2 separate regions of the Danio rerio genome follow, and region 1 is linked to region 2. The links are chromatin contacts, called in public Micro-C maps. All regions are on one chromosome and are shown on one strand. The core of a region is the stretch at or near the end of the contact, and the rest is flanking DNA. Distances in the headings are between cores, read along the strand shown. Region 1 holds the start of ctsd (cathepsin D). Region 2 holds the start of itpr2 (inositol 1,4,5-trisphosphate receptor, type 2).

Region 1 (2,700 bases), core at 33-2,532, 200 kb after region 2:
TTTTAACTGACCAACGAGTTCAGTGGTGGTTTCTAAAAAAGCACTTTTCACAAATTAAACATTTTTGTTTCTCGAGGCACTTTGTGGCTTTTTCATTGACAAAATTAAATTTCTTTATGATTTGATTATTTGACAATAGCCTATACCAACAGCAGGAAGCATGCATAAAACCTGTCATGTTTTTTTTTTTTCAATAGACTTTGAAATTTATAACTATATTTAGAAACCTTGTTATAGTATATTTTTACTTTATTGCAATACACAAAAATAAAAATTAATTATGAACCAGTCAAATTATTTAAATATTAACTGACTAAAATAAGATAAAAATAATTAAATAACACATTAAAATCTGTGTAAACTTTATTTGGACTTTATATGGCAATTCTTTTTTCAATTAAAACAGTTAGGCATTTATAAATCAGTGACATGACAAATTAGACATGTAAAGCTGTTTAATAATAACAAAAATATATAAGCATGTTTTAAAATATACTTTATTGTAAGGCTTCAATTAGACTTTAGTGCAACTTAATAAAAGCTCTTAATTTGTATCTGTGAATGAATTAAGTTAAGAAATGTAATATATATATATATATATATATATATATATATATATATATATATATATATATATATATATATATATATATATATATATATATATATATATATATATATATATATATATAACATTTCAAAATAAATTGAGAAAAAGTGTCTATTTAATTCATGATTTTCTTATCAGACCTTAAAATGATGTAACTTAATAAAAAAGGTTTATATCTGTGTGCAATTGATTTTGACTTTAAGGCACTTTATAAATTTAATAATTCAATTAAGGCATATATAATAATAAAGCATGTATAACTGACAAATCAAAACACATTTAAAACCATTTAAAAACACATTTAAAAAGTTTATTTATTTAATGTGTTAAAATTGTTTAATAATTAATAAATACATAAAAATAGTAAACTGAATAATAATAAACATATTTAAAACTGTTTCGTTAAATTAATGTTTTAAAATGTAGCTAAATAAAACAATAAACAATTCAATAAATTCAACAATTCTGTTTTAAACAATTTGTTTACATTTAGATGTTACATTTTAATAGGATCGATAAATAATTTCCTTTTTAAAATTTTCATGAAGGGATATATACATTTCTGATTAACAAAGAATATGAATACTTTTAAACTCAATATAATAAATACAAAAATACTTGACCCCTGATTTAATCTTCCTGCGTCGTTCATCAATCTTTCGTGAAGTGCGCACTGCGCAGAATGCAGCGCAGCCTTGACGCTCGTCAACGCGCCGTCACATGACTGTGAGCAAAAGTTGCTCGGCAGCAGCACATTGTGTCAGCTGACTGTGGCTGTTTGTCCTACATATTAGACCGCACAACAATAACATCCCCACAGCGATACTGCTCTCATTATCGTTAACTGGTCCTGAGGGCTCGCCAACATGAGAATCGCCTTTTTGCTGCTCGTTGTTGCCTTTTTCTGCACGTCCGACGCGATTGTCCGGTAAGGTCGAACGAGCAAACAAACAAACTTACAAAACCAACAACGCAATCCGATCTTTATCACGCGGTGTGACTTGCAAATCGCGCTGTTGTTCATCTACTTGTGTTGTATACACGATTTTTTAAATATTATACCTTAAAATTTAACAGTTGTGTCTTAAAATTTACTTCATGTAACGTTGATGTGTGAAATGCTGTTTATGTAGCAGTTGACTAACGTTACACTGAAATAACAGTCCTTTGTGTAAAAATGATTAAAGCACCCAGAGGTATGGGTCTCCCATTAGACAGATACTGATCATTATTTTTTTGTGACTCAGCAGAAATTAGAGCTGTTTATGTATCAACATGAAGGTCCCTTTGAAGTTTGACTTTAGAAATCTATACATTTAAGCAAGATGATGGTAGTGGTGCAGATTTCTTTACTAGCATCAGTGCTAAAATAATAACTACATAAATGATAATAGTTTTAAGGATTTAAACCTTTTAAAAGTGTTCATAGAAATCAAAAGAAAATTATTCTTAAGGCTAAGCACATTTTTAAAATTTTATTTATAACTGGCTTTAATAACATCAGAAACATTATTTGAATGAATTTTATTTTTTATTGTCTTTTATTAAAAAAAAAATTCCAACACAAATAAATTTTGCTTCATTTTTTTTAAATATGCTCTGATAACCATAGTACAATATACACAATTATAGTAAAAATGAATTTAGCCTGCAATGATCAAAAGTGGTTATTTAGTATTTTGCATGCCAGTTGTTGAACTTGAATATATCATTATTAATAATAGTAATAACATTAATAATAACAATAATTGTAATGATATTTCATAAAAAATAATATATATTCAATATATTTTAGTGGGTATTTTTTATCATTAATGTCTTAATTGTAATTATTGTTTTACCTAGTGTAAAATAGATGTTTAAAAGGAAAATATGAATGAAAAATCTGTTATTAAATGCATTTGTTTGCCAAAGTAAATGCTGTTTGCATTAACAAAGCCAAAATAATTGCAACAAAAAGTATGGCAAAAGACAAAAATGTCCCTAAAGATGTTTAAAATTAAGTCCTCCTTTTCAAGTTCACTGTAGTAAAAAAAAACTTGTGTTTTATGTTTTTAAATGTTATAGGATTTAGTGCTGTTAAAAATTGC
Region 2 (2,700 bases), core at 7-2,506:
ATATAGGTGAATTGGATAGGCTAAATTGTCTGTAGTGTATGACTGTGTATGGATGTTTCCCAGTGATGGGTTGCATGAATGAATAAATGAACCTTTTGTTTGTTTGTACAGCATAATATATACATATATAATATAATTTTCCCAGTGATGGGTTGTAGCTGGAAAGGCATCCGCTACGTAAAACATGCTGGATAAGTTGGTGGTTCATTCTGCTGTGGCGACCCCTGATTAATAAAAGGTCTAAGTCGAAAAGAAAATGAATGAATAAATGAATATAATATAATCACAAACATATAATAGTCCACATTTATATACACATTGGTAAGCGTAAAAGAGTACACCCACTGTTCAACCCATTCTCTATACGAAGGTGTCAAACTAACATATCAAGCAAAAGTAAAAAATTGAGGTTCTCAAATGAAAAAAAAAGGCAACAAAATAAATATTTTACTGGAGTTGCCAGCAAACAAAGTTTCAAAAATTTGTTTTAGTACACTGTAAAGCCCAAAAACTTAAGGTAACTTAAACCATTTGAGGAAACCAATTGCAACAAACCATTAAAGTTTAAAAACTAATCCCATTGAGTACTGTGAACTTAATCTATTTAAGTAAACAAAACAATTTGAGCACAGTAAAACCCAACAAATGAAGTGAACTCTAACCAACTGAGTACTGTAAAACACAACAAGTTAGATCAACTCAAACCATTTGAGGAAACGGATATTTGAGTTAAACAAACTAATCTATTGTATATAAGTACTGTGAACTTACTCCAAGTTGAAGTAATGAGATATTTAATGAACTCACAGTTTAAAAGTTGACTGTTGGGTTTTACAGTGTATAAATAAATAATCTCATTGGGTTATACTTAGTTTAAGTAAACTAAAACAATTAGCAATTAACAACAAATTTTCATATTATGTAATCAGTGTCTTCATTTTCATTTCACTTCATTTTGGGTGAAATGTCCTTTTAATTTATCGCAGAATACATTTGGTCTACAAGCACTTTATACATTGAATCTCACGAAAATAGTCACTTTTAGCGGTGTTAATATTTTTGTGAACTCATTGTAATGTTTTTTTGTGTGAATAAAAACTCTGCATAACTGAAGTCATTCACAAAATAAAAAAAACACACCGAAAACCTGCGCGCGTCTGTGCACGCAAGACTGCACAAATGAGCAAAGTTGCATTCTCAATTTCTGAGTTGCATACCACAGCATAAAGACTAGACAGCATCACTTCCTTGATTTCACGGGACAGAGAGCGAGTCTCCTCCCACTCGAGTGGCATATTGGTGAGAAAAAGCCTCGTTTGTCTCACAGGAAGAAGTTGAAAACATGAAGAAACGCTTCAGTTAGAGGATTCACAACTCAAAAGTCACTAACGCGGCGCGTCTCTTCTCTGGACGCCTGGATTAAAATGCGTTACTGTCAGGGCGAATAAACAAGTGGATTGATACACTGAATCGCCTGAACACATTGCGCTGGGTCACAGTGCTCAAATATCAGATAAACTACTCAAAAACCTGCAGAAATGTCGGAACACAGGTCTAGTTTCCTTCACATTGGGGATATCGTGTCTCTGTATGCGGAGGGAACTGTCAATGGATTTATCAGCACTTTAGGGTGAGTTACTGTACCTTCCAGTGTTTAGTGCATTGCTCTTAAAGATTTGTAAACATGGCATTTGTAAATTTCCCTCAGATAAACTGGTGTGATTTTTATTGCAAGGCAAGGTGCCTAAAATGAGTGAGTAAGGCAAACTGAAGATGCATTAGAGTGTGAAAGGTGTTTAATCCCCCTCGTGTCAGATGTAGTTTGCTGAGTGGAAGTAGGAAGTGATTTGAGTACATACTGCAGGCCAGGAGTTCAGTGTGACAGCGTTGCTTCAAAAGTCATGCAAATCACTGAACAGGAATGCAAAGTTTGCCGTTACCTTATGCACTAACAGTGATGCAACTAATGTAATATGGCGAATATGGTGTTGGCTAAATAAAAAGGGTTTAAAACACATTAACTTAACAGTATCAAACTACACTAGTTTCGCAAACTACACAAGTTACGCAATTCACCTGACTTGAAAAATCCAAGCATTTTTTTTGTCAACATTTTGTGTCAATTGGCAAGGAAGTATTTTATTTTTTGCTAATGAAAAGTACTACATATGCAAATTCAAAACAAAAATAATATGTAAATCATTTTTTTTATTTTTATAAAAATGTGCTTTATTCTATTTAGTGGGCCAACCACCTCATGAGTGCTGCCATTTTGATATCATGTGACCTACCTTTTCTGAAAATCGGTTAAAAGTCTTCTAATAACAGTTGCTTAGTAATTTTTTGCTAACAGAAATGCACTGTTTTACAAGGTGCATGAAAAAATAATGCCCTCAATTACACTCTCTCGCTCACTATCTTTCGTTTAGTGCCTCATTTATCAGGATTCAACCACAGTGGAATGAACCACCATGTCACATTTAAGTAAAGTATAATTTCCTTTATGTTAATTGCTTGAATTCGAAGAACTCCAAATATGTTTTAGTCAACATTTTTTTTAAGAATTGTATGAGAAACTTCAAATTATATAGCATCAGTAATATGTTTGCTTAGTTTTTTTTTTTCTAATGAAAAGTTTCTACACATGAAAATAAAATGAGCATTTAGAGACCAATCTAATTGCTATTGTCATAAAGCGCG

Evidence for each region. Hi-C and Micro-C count contacts between places; a contact is called where the count stands out from the background.
Region 1: a contact with region 2 is called in a Micro-C map of caudal fin, with 13 times the contacts expected there. The contact joins the promoter of ctsd here to the promoter of itpr2 in region 2. A contact is called at or near these places in 3 of 18 Hi-C or Micro-C datasets (caudal fin, hematopoietic stem cells and an unstated tissue) and 2 of 4 datasets of contacts at active chromatin or transcription factors (caudal fin and embryo).

Annotation. Positions count from the first base shown.
Region 1 is chr18:17,512,896-17,515,595 of GRCz12tu, forward strand. It overlaps ctsd (cathepsin D), which reads left to right and starts at 1,283. Exons shown (of 9, transcript NM_131710.2): 1 at 1,283-1,538. The coding sequence starts at 1,477.
Region 2 is chr18:17,315,344-17,318,043 of GRCz12tu, forward strand. itpr2 (inositol 1,4,5-trisphosphate receptor, type 2) reads left to right here and starts at 1,257. Exons shown (of 57, transcript XM_021467780.3): 1 at 1,257-1,630. The coding sequence starts at 1,539. It overlaps LOC141378737 (a long non-coding RNA gene), which reads right to left. Exons shown (of 4, transcript XR_012394002.1): 3 at 189-2,700.